Regions from separate parts of the Canis lupus genome. Here region 2 is linked to region 1. Evidence: chromatin contacts called from public Hi-C data. All regions are on one chromosome and are shown on one strand. Each heading gives the region's core, a stretch centred on a gene start, on an enhancer-like site or on the middle of the called end of the contact. The rest is flanking DNA. Distances are from core to core; before and after follow the strand shown.

Region 1 (5,523 bases), core at 2,281-4,780:
AAACTGTGAGAAGGGGACTGTGAAGAGTGAGTGATTCATTCAGTCACCATAACCACTGTAACAAAAATTCATAAGCTGAAAGGGCCAATATTACCTCTGTACATGAAAAACTGTAAAGCACATAAAAACTACCACTTGTAATCCCCAAATTTCATGCACAGAAAAAGGGAGTGGGGAGAATGGGTGCTCATTTCAATAACATAAGAAAGCTTAAATATATTTAACACTAATCACTTCCATAAGATGTGAATTTGGCATTAAGTCATGCAGCAATATATGACATCAGAATGAACAGAAAATACTTGGAAATACGCCGTAACTCTTTTTAAAATTGATGAGTTTAATCTGAAAAGGAACATCAGGAGGAAGTAAGACTATGTTCACAATTTTAAACTCACCACAACATTAATATATAAACACTTTATACAAATTTTTAAATTGAACTTCTAAAATAAGAGAATTTTAGAACTGGGAACTTAGAGGTTATTTGAAGTTCAATGAACATCTGTTGGATCCCTAGCATGTGTCAGACACAGTGCTAGCTGCTTGCAGGTAACTCAATTATTCAACTCACTCACTTTAGAGATGGTGGAGTTGCCTGCTCATGCCAAATCAAGCCATCTAGATTTCAGAACTAGAAATGCTGAGCAGTGCTCTCACAGTGGTAAAATTTCTATCAAAACCGACTGGTAAAAAAAAAAACAAACAAAAAAAAAAAAAAAAAAACCGACTGGTATCATTCTTCCTTATAAACTAAATAAAATGTCAAAGATGCAATGCTAACCTTATTTAACAAAACAATAATCTCTGTGTTTTGAAAGCTATAAAGAATTACAACTGTCTAAAAATTCAACTAAGTACTAGTTGCATAATTTATTGCAAAGAACAAAACATGGGGCTGTCAGTTTTAAGATTCTAAAGACACACATAACAGAAATTAAACAAATTGCAGATATCATTTAAAAATCCCTTTATGGGCAGCCCAGGTGGCTCAGAGGTTTAGCGCCGCCTTCAGCCCATGGCATGATCCTGGAGACCCCGATGGAGTCCCACGTGAGGCTCCTCCCAGCATGGAGCCTGCTTCTCCCTCTGCCTGTTTCTCTGTCTCTCCTTCTCTCTCGGTCTCTCGTGAATAAATAAATAAAATCTTTTAAAAAAATAAAAATCCCTTTGTGTTAAAAAAAAAAAAAACAGGAATTGCCAATATGAAAAATTAGATGCTCGACTGGAATGTGTATTTTATATAAAAGATCAGTCATATAATAACAAAGTTCACGGATGGTAGTAAACTTTGGCAAGACTTTTAAGTTATTTAACTATTAGATTCTGAATCATGACAGAATGTAAAACTCCCTGAGGACAAATACCCTAATTCATTTCTGTATCACCAACAATTAGCACTCTGTTGTTAAATGTTGGAGAGGTAAATTATGATATGAACTTTAAATTCAAGCTCTTTGAAAATTCAACCTAACTAAAAGATCTTCTTTTATAACTCAAATGATTTTTTTCAAGTATTAAATAATAATACTCAATGCAAGTAACACTACCATAACACTGAAGATCAACAACTGTGGCTATCCCTTTAACTAGTACAACATATTTTTTAAAGTAATTCACAGGATACATCAAGAAGACAAGTAAATTCATATACTTTGATTCAGTTCTTCTTCTGGAAATCATCCCAAGAAAAAATTCCAAAAGAAAGAAAGAAAATGCTACATATACAAAGTGTTCATTTCATCATAATTTTAGTAAAGTGAAACTATCTACATGCCCAACAATCGGTAACGCGTAGATGGAGTATTTTTGCAACCTCTGAAAAAGGCTTAAAATAAAGATTAAACCTCCTAACTGGTCTTCCTGCTTATACTCTTGCCCTGGCCAATTCCCACCAAGTTGATTTCCACACAGCAGCCAGAAGGATTCCCACAAACTCTTTTACTTGAAACCCTCCAATAGTTGATTGCTCATCTCATTTAAAGTAAAATCCGGGATCCCTGGGTGGCTGAGCGGTTTAGCACCTGCCTTTGGCCCAGGGCGTGATCCTGGAGCCCCGGGGCGATTCCTGCATCAGGCTCCCTGCATGGAGCCTGCTTCTCCCTCTGCCTGTCTCTCTCTCTCTCTCTCTCTCTCTCACAAATAAAATCTTAAAAAAAAAAAAAAAGTAAAATCTGAAGTTTTTACCATGACCTACAAGGCTGTTACTTCTCTAACCTAATGCTCCCTCACTCCCTCTTGCTGTATTCCTAGTTGTTCTCAAAAGGCCAAGTACACTGAGGGGGGGGGGGGGGGGCTTTGCACTTGCAGTCCCCTCTGCCTACAACTTTCTTCCCCAAGAGAGCACATCTAACTCACTTCCTTTGGGTCTCTGCTCCAGTCTCATGCCATCCCTGCCACTGCTTCTCTCTTTCCCTCACCCTAATTGACTCTTCTGCATGGCTCTTATCATGTAATATAGTCTACATTTATTTGGTTATGGCCCATCTCTTCTGATTAAAATATAAGCTCCATGACAACAAGAACTTGATTTTATTCACACAACAGGCATTCAAAAAGCAGTTGTTGAAGTGATATTAAATGCTGGTATAATAATTATTAACTACATGAAAAACCGTGCATTTAAACAAGCTCGGAAGAGAACAGGAAAAATGAATAATTTGATTTGCGAACATTTAAGTGTTGATCACGTTACTAAGGAGTTTGTACAATAAAAATTTAAGTCAGTTGTGATTATGATTTTAGGCTGCCAAAAGTGACCACAGCAATCTTATTTCCTTGGAAGCCATTAGTGTATTAGCTCAAAACTGACTGGTAGTAGTTATTAATGACAACTCTTCTTCATACAATTGTAGTAACAATTACTCTTAAATCTTATTCCTAAAGACCCAAAGTTTGGTCTGTAAGTACCGACAGACACTGCCACCCTTGAGGCCACACGGAAAGTGAACAAAGGCTTTTGAACAGTTTTAATATGGAATTGAATAACACTCGGGGATTCCAGTTTTCCTTTGAGACGGATATCTATGCTTGGTTTCGGAGGGAACCTGAAACTGAATGCAAAATGTCATGCATGAACGTCTGTTAACTTTTTTTTTTTTTTCCTGGAGAGAAAATCTATATATTTCATCATAATCTCAAAGGTGTCAGTGGCCTAGAAAAGGTTAAGAATTACTGTTTCACACTGGAAGTGTACTATCCTAACATAAGCTACCTTCCAACGAACAGAAAATATATCCTACCTAGACACCTCCTTGTAATCATTCAACCCACCCATAAAATTCCGAGTGCCTGCACTGTGCCAGACACTGTGTGATCCTCACTAGCTTACACTGAACCATACTCTGCAGTACACGGTTGAAAATACCAAGGAAACAAGGTTCAGTGAGACACCAGACTGGCTAAATAAATAAATAACTGCACCCAATGCAAATACAGTCTCAGAACAGAAAGCGGTATAAGGAATCATAATAAAGACCGAGAAAAGCTGGGGGGGGGGAAGGTGCTGACTTAGTGCTTATTATGTCAAAGTACTGCAGATACCAATGACATCAAAAGGAAAGAAAAACTACACATGCGTGCCCGCCTCCACACATTGACAGGAAACCAGAAGAAAGTTTCCGAATCCTGTTTCCAGCAGCATCCCTTGAGACTGCCCTGCAGCGTGCTTTTGAAGGCAGGCGCCCTACCTTAAAACTAGGAGCAGCTGCTTGACTCCTACTACGATGGAAACAGAAAGAATCATCACCCCGGACCCGGGAGGCAGAAGGCCGCGGCCACCTGTGAGGCCCAGGGACGTCCTGCCGTGATCCCTTTTCTCTCCGATGCCCTCCTTCCTTCAGGGCAATGACGACACCGTGTTCCCCCCCAGCAAGGAGTAGGTGACTCCACGTCGGTTCTCCTTCCCGAGGGGTCAGAAGGTCGCCCAGAGCCCTGGTGCTCAGCCCCGCGAGGAGGTCCCACTGCTCGGGCGCCAGCGTCTTCCCCTCCCCGTCTCCCCGTCGCAGGGAACCACGCGGCCCGGCAGAGGACACGGCCCCTGACTTCCCGGGGGGACAAGCCACGCTCCCCCCAGCCCCCGGGCCCCGGGCCGAAGGGAGGCTGGAGTCCCGCGGTGGCCGGCCTCCTCCCCAGCAGAGTTCAGGGGCGGAGCGTGGATCCGGGAAGAGCGACGCCGACCAGGCGAACGCCCCGCGGGCAGGCTCGGGCTCGGGCTCGGGCTCGGGCTCCGGGGACGCGAGGAGAGAGGGCGGGAGCGGGGCCGGGACGCGGAGTGGCCGTGGAGATGCCCGCCCTCGGCACCGCGGAATAAAGGCAGGAAAGGGAGGCCGGCGCTCCCGCCTCCCGCCTCCCGCCCCCCGCCCCCCGCCCTGCCCCGGCGGAGCGAGGAGGCACCGGGTCCGCCGGCCTTCGGACCCCGTCGCGCGCCCCGAGCGGAGGGCTGGGTCGCGGGGAAGCTCCGTGCCGGGCCCGGCGACATGCAAGGAGCGGGGAAGGCGCAGCGGCGTGCGGGGCTCCGCGGCCCTCGGGCAGCAAGTGGCGAGCGACGGCGCGGGGGCGAGCGGGCTCGGGCCGTGACACCTCGCGGGGCTGGAGCGCGGGGGACACAATGTCCTCTTTCTCTCGCGCGCCCGGCCCCGGCCCCTCCCGCCCGCCTCCCGCAGGCCCAGCCACGGCGCACCGGCTCGGTCCGCGGGCGTGGCCGGCTCCGGCCCTGGCGGCGGCGGCGGGGCCTCCGGAGCTCCCGCCCCTCCGCCCTCCGCCCTCCCTCCGCCCCTCCCGCCGGCCAGGCCCCCGGGCCGCCGCCCCGGACCCCGAGGGGACGCGGAGGAGGAAGGGGGAGCCCCGGCACTGACCCGCCGCAGCGGCCGCCGCTGCCCTGGCTCGGCCGCCCCGCGCCCCGCGCCCCGCGCCCCGCGCCCCGCGGCCGGCCCGGGCTGCCCGCGCCTCACTCACCCCGCGGCCCGGCGCCTCCTCCACCTCCTCCTCCACCTCCACCTCCACCTCCACCTCCTCCCTCCTCTCGGCCGTGGCTCCGGCTCCGGCTCCGGCTCCGGCTCTGCGCGGCGGCGACGGCGGCGACGGCGGCCTCGAGAGCGGCGGCGGCGCCTCCAGAACGCGCACGCACGCAGCACGCAGCACGCAGGCCACGCCCCCGGCCACGCCCCCGGCCACGCCCCCAGGCGGCGTCGGCCCCGCCCCCCGCGACTTTCCGGAGTCCGCTTAAAGCAGCCGCGCAGAGGACCGCGGTGGGCGCTGAGGACCGGGGGGAGGAGCGCGGTGCAGGGGCCCTGCGGAGCGCGGGCGGGAGGCTGCGGAGGGCGGAAAGCGCACGGGGAGGGGCCCGAAGATGCCGGAGGAGTCGCGGCTTGGAGGGAGCGCGCGCGCTGTGTGGGTAAGTGCCAGGCTCCGTGCGAGGCGCAGGGGCCCTCGCGAAGCTTGAACCCCAGCGGGGCGGGAGGGGAGACGGGCAGCCAGACGACGGCGATGGCAGGTCCTGCTAAGCAGCGTGGAGAGAGGCGA
Region 2 (5,634 bases), core at 835-3,334, 160 kb after region 1:
ATGAAACATTAATAACATGCCAACACTAAGCACATAGTATATACTATGTATATAGTTCAGTATATACTGAACACTGTTTTCAGAATTTTACGGGAATTAAGTCTCTTAGTTCTCCTAACCCATAATGTACTATTATTTCCATTTTGCAGAGGAGGAAATTGAGGTCACACAACTTGTTATGTGGAGAAACCAGGTGTATACCTCTAGCTTTAGTCCTTGCTCTAAACCACTACTCTACAGCTGCCTCCTCTTGGAGGCTGAGCTCAAAAATAATATGCTTCATTGTTTTATTTAAGAAAACTTGTTTTAAGGGGAGAAAATGAGTGGGGAAAAATCAGAGAGGGTAACAAACCATGAGAGACTCCTAAGTCTGGGAAACGAACAAGGGGTGGTGGAGGGGGAGGTGGGCGGGGGGATGGGTGACGGGCACCGAGGGGGGCACTTGACAGGATGCGCACTGGGTGTTATACTATATGTTGGCAAATGGAACTCCAATAAAAATATACATAAAAAAAATAAACACTATTAATTATTCCCTTCCAAAAAAAAAAAAAGAAAACTTGTTTTAGAGTGAGCGATCTGGAAACTCCCGATTCCCGCCGTGGCACTTAAGCCTCGATGAAGATCACGAGGGAAAAAGGGCCGGAGACACCGAAACCAGCTTCTAGTTTTGTTACAACACATCACTTATCCTCTTAACTCTTTGCCATGAGACGAGACGACAAAGTTGCAGGCAGTCACAGGGGCACCACTGTTGGAATGAAGCTTTAGGCCTTTCAAAATTACCCAACAAAGGGTGATTTCGGGCGTAAAGCTAAGAAGGGGTTACGGAGAAGTGAAGGGAGGTGATAAAACAAGGACCAAGCGTGACGTCCTTCTCACTTACCCTGGACCAAGAACTGGATTCTTCAGACAGGGGGCTGCAGGTAAACAAGGCACAGGTCAGCAAGGTCAAGGTGAAATCTGACCGTCCCCCGCCCACTAAGGGCGTGCGCCCTCCCTGCGCCCCGAGGCCCCCGCGCTACCCTTGCGGGGGGGGGCGGGGGATGCATACCCCGGTCAGGCCCAAGTCTCGCTGCACCTTTATGCACCCCCGTTACTCCCACCCCTGCCGACAACCCTAGACGCGCTCCTTTGCAATCACTCTGACAGCTCGGACCAGGGTGTAGGCCTCTCACCCACCGCGGCGGCCGCTGAAAGCACCGCCCGGAACAGCAAGGTCAACGAGGCCCCCCGCAGCAGCGTCGGCGTCACTGACACCTGGACCAGGTACTCCCTCGGGGGCCGCAGGAAGACTGCCGCTCACAAGTCTCGCGAGAGGAAAGCATGGCGCCCTCACAAGTCTCGCGAGAGGAAAGCATGGCGCCCTCCGTCCATTACCTTTGCCTCGAATTTTTTTCTCGCGATACTAGGCATGGCGCGGGATGAACCTTTTGCCAGAGGGCGCTGCCGACCGCGCCACGGAACCGTAGAAGCAGTTCTCGCGAGACACAGAGTGGCCGGAGCCTGTGGGAAGGAGCGGAGGCCCGGAGGGTACCACGCGGGGGCTCCGGGAGCCGAGTCTCGGGCGCGCGCCCAGTTTGCGTCCAGGTTGGAGCTGGAGCCGTGGAGATGCGGCAGGGAGCCCCGCCCCCCCCAGCGCCCCCCGCGAGTGGAACCCGCTCGTTTGGCACCGCAGTTAGAGGCTGCGCAGTGTCGGCCCGGGGAGCCGAGGTCCCGGGCCCGGGGGCCCCCTCACCTGGGCTGGGGGCGATGCCCTTTCCAGCCCGCCCCGCCCCGCCCCGCCCCCTGGCTCGCGTCCCTTAGTTCAGTCCCCACCCCTGCGCCGGGTCCTTGAGCTCAGATCCCGACGCGGCCGCGAGCCGCTGTGCGGTCACCATGGAGACGAGCCTGCTCTCTGCTCCCGCGCTGGCCGCTGGTGCTTCCCGTCCACGGGGCGCTCCTGCTTGGGGCCTGCAGCCTGAGTGCCCGCTGCTGGGCTGGCTCGCTCTGGCTCTTCAAGGACCCCTGTGCCGCCCCCAACGAAGGCTTCTGCTCCGCTGTGCAGACAGAGGCCGGAGTGGCCGGCCGCCCTGGGTTGGGGACAGGTATCCTAGTGGCGTCCGACTCAGGTGAGTCCCTGTCTCCTCAACCCCACAGGTGGAATGAAGGATGGGACGTGGGGCGGACCGGGCTCAATCTTTAATGTCCCATCTTCAATGCTAGGGGGAGCTTCGGGGTGTTGGTCTGAAGGAGAGATCTTGTGTAGCAGGAAAATGCTTTTCGGAGATTCTGAATTGCCTCGTGGGAATTTCTAACAAAATTAAGAAATGGGTCAGGAATGGATAAAGAAGATGTGGTCTGTGTATACAGTGGAATATTACTCACCATTAGAAACGACAAATACCCATCATTTGCCTCGACGTGGATGGAACTGGAGGGTATGATGCTGAGTGAAGTCAGTCAATCCGAGAAGGACACACATTATATGGTCTCATTCATTTGGGGAATATAAAAATTAGTGAAAGGGAATAAAAGGGAAAGGAGAAAAAATGAGTGGGAAATATCAGAAAGGGAGACAGAACAGGAGAGACTCTAACTCTGGGAAACGAACTAGGGGTGGTAGAAGGGGAGGAGGGCAGGGGAGTGGGGTGACTGGGTGACGGGCACTGAGGGGGGCACTTGACGGGATGAGCACTGGGTGTTATTCTGTATGTTGGCAAATTGAGCACCAATAAAAAATAACTTTATAAAAAAAAAAAAAACAAGAAATGGATCAGAACCATTTTTCTTCCCGGCAACCTTCCCATATCCCCCCCCCCCTCAACCCAGACTAAGGATAATCTTGATCTTAAAGATGATGCTTAAGCCAGTCTGTGCTGTCTCTATTTCCTCCTGTTTTCTTCTCTCTAACTGTCTTCCTTCTGCTTTGTTTGCTTTGAAAGTCAAATTCAGCAGTGGAGTCCTTGGAACTAAAAAATCAGAATTTGGGGATTGGCAGGCATTGCATGGAAGGATAAAAGTGGGCATTAAAGACTGAGCCTTTGACAATTCAGCTTGAGCACTACATATTCAAGATAACTTTTGGGGGGGGGCTCTCTGTACTTAACCTGTCACTGTGCAAGACAGTCAGTTATTTACAGTATTTTTAAAGAAGCTGTAAGGTGTTTATTCAAATTGTTCAACAAATACTAATGTCCAACCAATTGGGAAGATTTGACCACACTGGATTGTGTGCTACACAGATTGTTGACACTTTTTCCATGTCTCCTGGAACTTAATCTCTAGTGTCTTCTTACTGGAAGCCAGATAATGGATTTTGCCAGCCATTCCATCTTTTCCTGTCTTTCTAGAAACTTTCCTTGCCTAATTGTCTGGACTGTTATTAAGAAAACAGTAATGCCTGCATAAAGCCAGGTGACTTGGAAATTAGCTGAATCCTCTTGTGATAGTGGATTTTGCTTTTGCTTTTATAGTGATAGCTTATTTTATTAGTTTAGTGACAGTGGACTCACTTGAATCCTGAAAGTGAATTACTATCTTGGTGTAATCCACACTCATTTCCCTCAACCTTCTCCCCACTCCCAACAGGTGCTGTTGAGTTGTGGGAGCTGGACAAGAACCAGACACTCATTGTCAGCGAGTTCTGCAAGTATGAGCATGATGACATCATGTCTACAGTCAGTGTCCTGAGCTCTGGCACGCAGGTAGCAAAGACTTCTGGTGGGTCCTTGTGCTGATTGCTCCTGCATTTTACACATCCTTTGGGTGTTTTTACTATCCTATTAGCCTCACCCAGTAAAGTTGGGCTTACTGTAAGAATGCAGTGATTTATTATGATTTATTATGACATGTCTATAACATTTCCTTAGAGATATTGCAATACATTGTGAATAGGCCTTTGCAGAAGCCCAGTAGGCAATGACATAGGACATGTCAGTTAAAGGAAGTTCTTGTTGGAACACATGTGTTTTTCCTGTTTCTAGTACTGGCCTCCCCATCCTTTAGCCACATGAGACTCCACCTCACAGGCCTTTTCCACCCCTCCTGCTTCCTCACTATCAGTGGGTTCCCAAGTTCTTTGGCATCTTTTTCCACTTGGTCAGTGATCCTCCCTTTCCATTTCTGATGCTCCCTTTTGCTTCCAAGTTTTACTTCACACTGATAGTGGCACTCACCTCATCTCTCCATCTGTAGTCCCTCACCTTTCATGATTTCCGTGGCTTGTGGTTTAATATCTCATTTTCTTGTAATAGCATTCGAGCCCTTCTGTTACTTGCCCTGTAAATATAACTGCCCTAATTAAACCCAGTCACAGTGGAGCCTTGGCATTCTCCAAGTATACACTCTGAAACTTGTGTATCTTGCACTTTTGAATATTCACTTCCATAAGGTTTCTGTTTTTCTGGTGAGAATCATCACTTTCTATTAATGTTACTTTAAAAAAATCTTTTTTTTTTTTTTTTTTTTTTTTTACTCTCTTTCATTAACAGTAGTAGCAGCTGACTTTATTCTGGGAGTCATTCTTCATGAAGATGATGCCTAGAGCATTAATGTGTGTGTGGTTAAGAGATGTAGGTGCCGGGTGATTACCTGGTTCCCTCAATGTCTAAGTGCCATTCCCTGCCAATTCTAATTGCAAAGTGAATGATTCACATATGTGCCAAAGCAAAAAAACAGAAACTCATACATATCCCAGACCTTCAGAGTCCAGGATTTAACAAATAGTCAGTGTTAAAACACTGATGTCTTTTGTTTCTTAGGTCTATGAGGGATTTTTTTTTTAAGATTTTATTTATTTATTCATGAGAGACAGAGAGAGAGAGAGAGAGAGAGACAGGCAGAGACACAGGCAGAGGGAGAAGCAGGCTCCATGCAGGGAGCCCTATGTGGGACTCCATCCAGGGTCTCCAGGATCAGGCCCTGGGCTGAAGGTGGCGCTAAACTGCTGAGCCACCCAGGCTGCCCTATGAGGGATTTTCCTGGTCTGCACTAACTCCTTCAGCACTTCTTCCATTCACCATATTTCATCAGTTCTTTGTATTTCTGTCTTACTCCCTGTCTTACTCCCCCCCCCCCCGCCCCCTGAATTGTAAATCCCTTGAGGGCAGAAGAACCACTTATTTATCTTTTATATTTTCCCATGGTTCTTGTCTTTGAACTTTGCTTTCAAGTGAGTGGTCAATTCCTTTTCATTGTGTTGGCTTTCTATCGATTCTAGGGCTAGGAAAGAACTATGAAAGGTGGTTTGATTACATCCTTCGGTCTTGGTTAGAGTCATATTCAGACTATCTCTGGTAGTCTGGTAAATACCTTCAGGTGGTTTCCACAGCCTCTAAGCATAATAGAGCAGTGATCTTCAAAGTTTTTGGCATGTAGCCCTCCTGAAAATTTTTTTAAAAACTACCCTGTACCACATTTTTAAATTGGCATCTAAGTTTAAATAATTGCAAAGGAGGTACTTTCTGCCCATATAGTGCACTGGTTTCAAGCACACGTTTGTCAAAATTTTGGATTTGCAGTTTAAGCTCCTTTAATCTATGCAAAATGTCAACCAAATAACCTAACTGGCTAAAAACCAACCTGCATTGTTAAGCCAGCTGGCCAAGTTAGACTCGACTTTCTTTTATCTTTTCTTTTTTTTTTTTTTAAGAT

What was found. Hi-C and Micro-C count contacts between places; a contact is called where the count stands out from the background.
Region 2: a Hi-C map of blood shows a contact between it and region 1, with 3 times the contacts expected there. The contact joins the promoter of OVGP1 here to the promoter of LOC119877201 in region 1. A contact is called at or near these places in 2 of 9 Hi-C or Micro-C datasets (both in blood).

The regions. Positions count from the first base shown.
Region 1 is chr17:64,554,244-64,559,766 of UU_Cfam_GSD_1.0, forward strand. LOC119877201 (collagen alpha-1(I) chain-like) reads left to right here and starts at 3,531. Exons shown (of 5, transcript XM_038562424.1): 1 at 3,531-3,877; 2 at 4,008-4,574; 3 at 4,665-4,967; 4 at 5,184-5,523. The coding sequence starts at 3,825. It overlaps RAP1A (ras-related protein Rap-1A), which reads right to left and starts at 4,974. Exons shown (of 9, transcript XM_038562377.1): 1 at 4,957-4,974.
Region 2 is chr17:64,717,265-64,722,898 of UU_Cfam_GSD_1.0, forward strand. OVGP1 (oviduct-specific glycoprotein) reads left to right here and starts at 2,085. Exons shown (of 16, transcript XM_038562387.1): 1 at 2,085-2,111; 2 at 3,571-3,686. It also overlaps the pseudogene LOC119874797.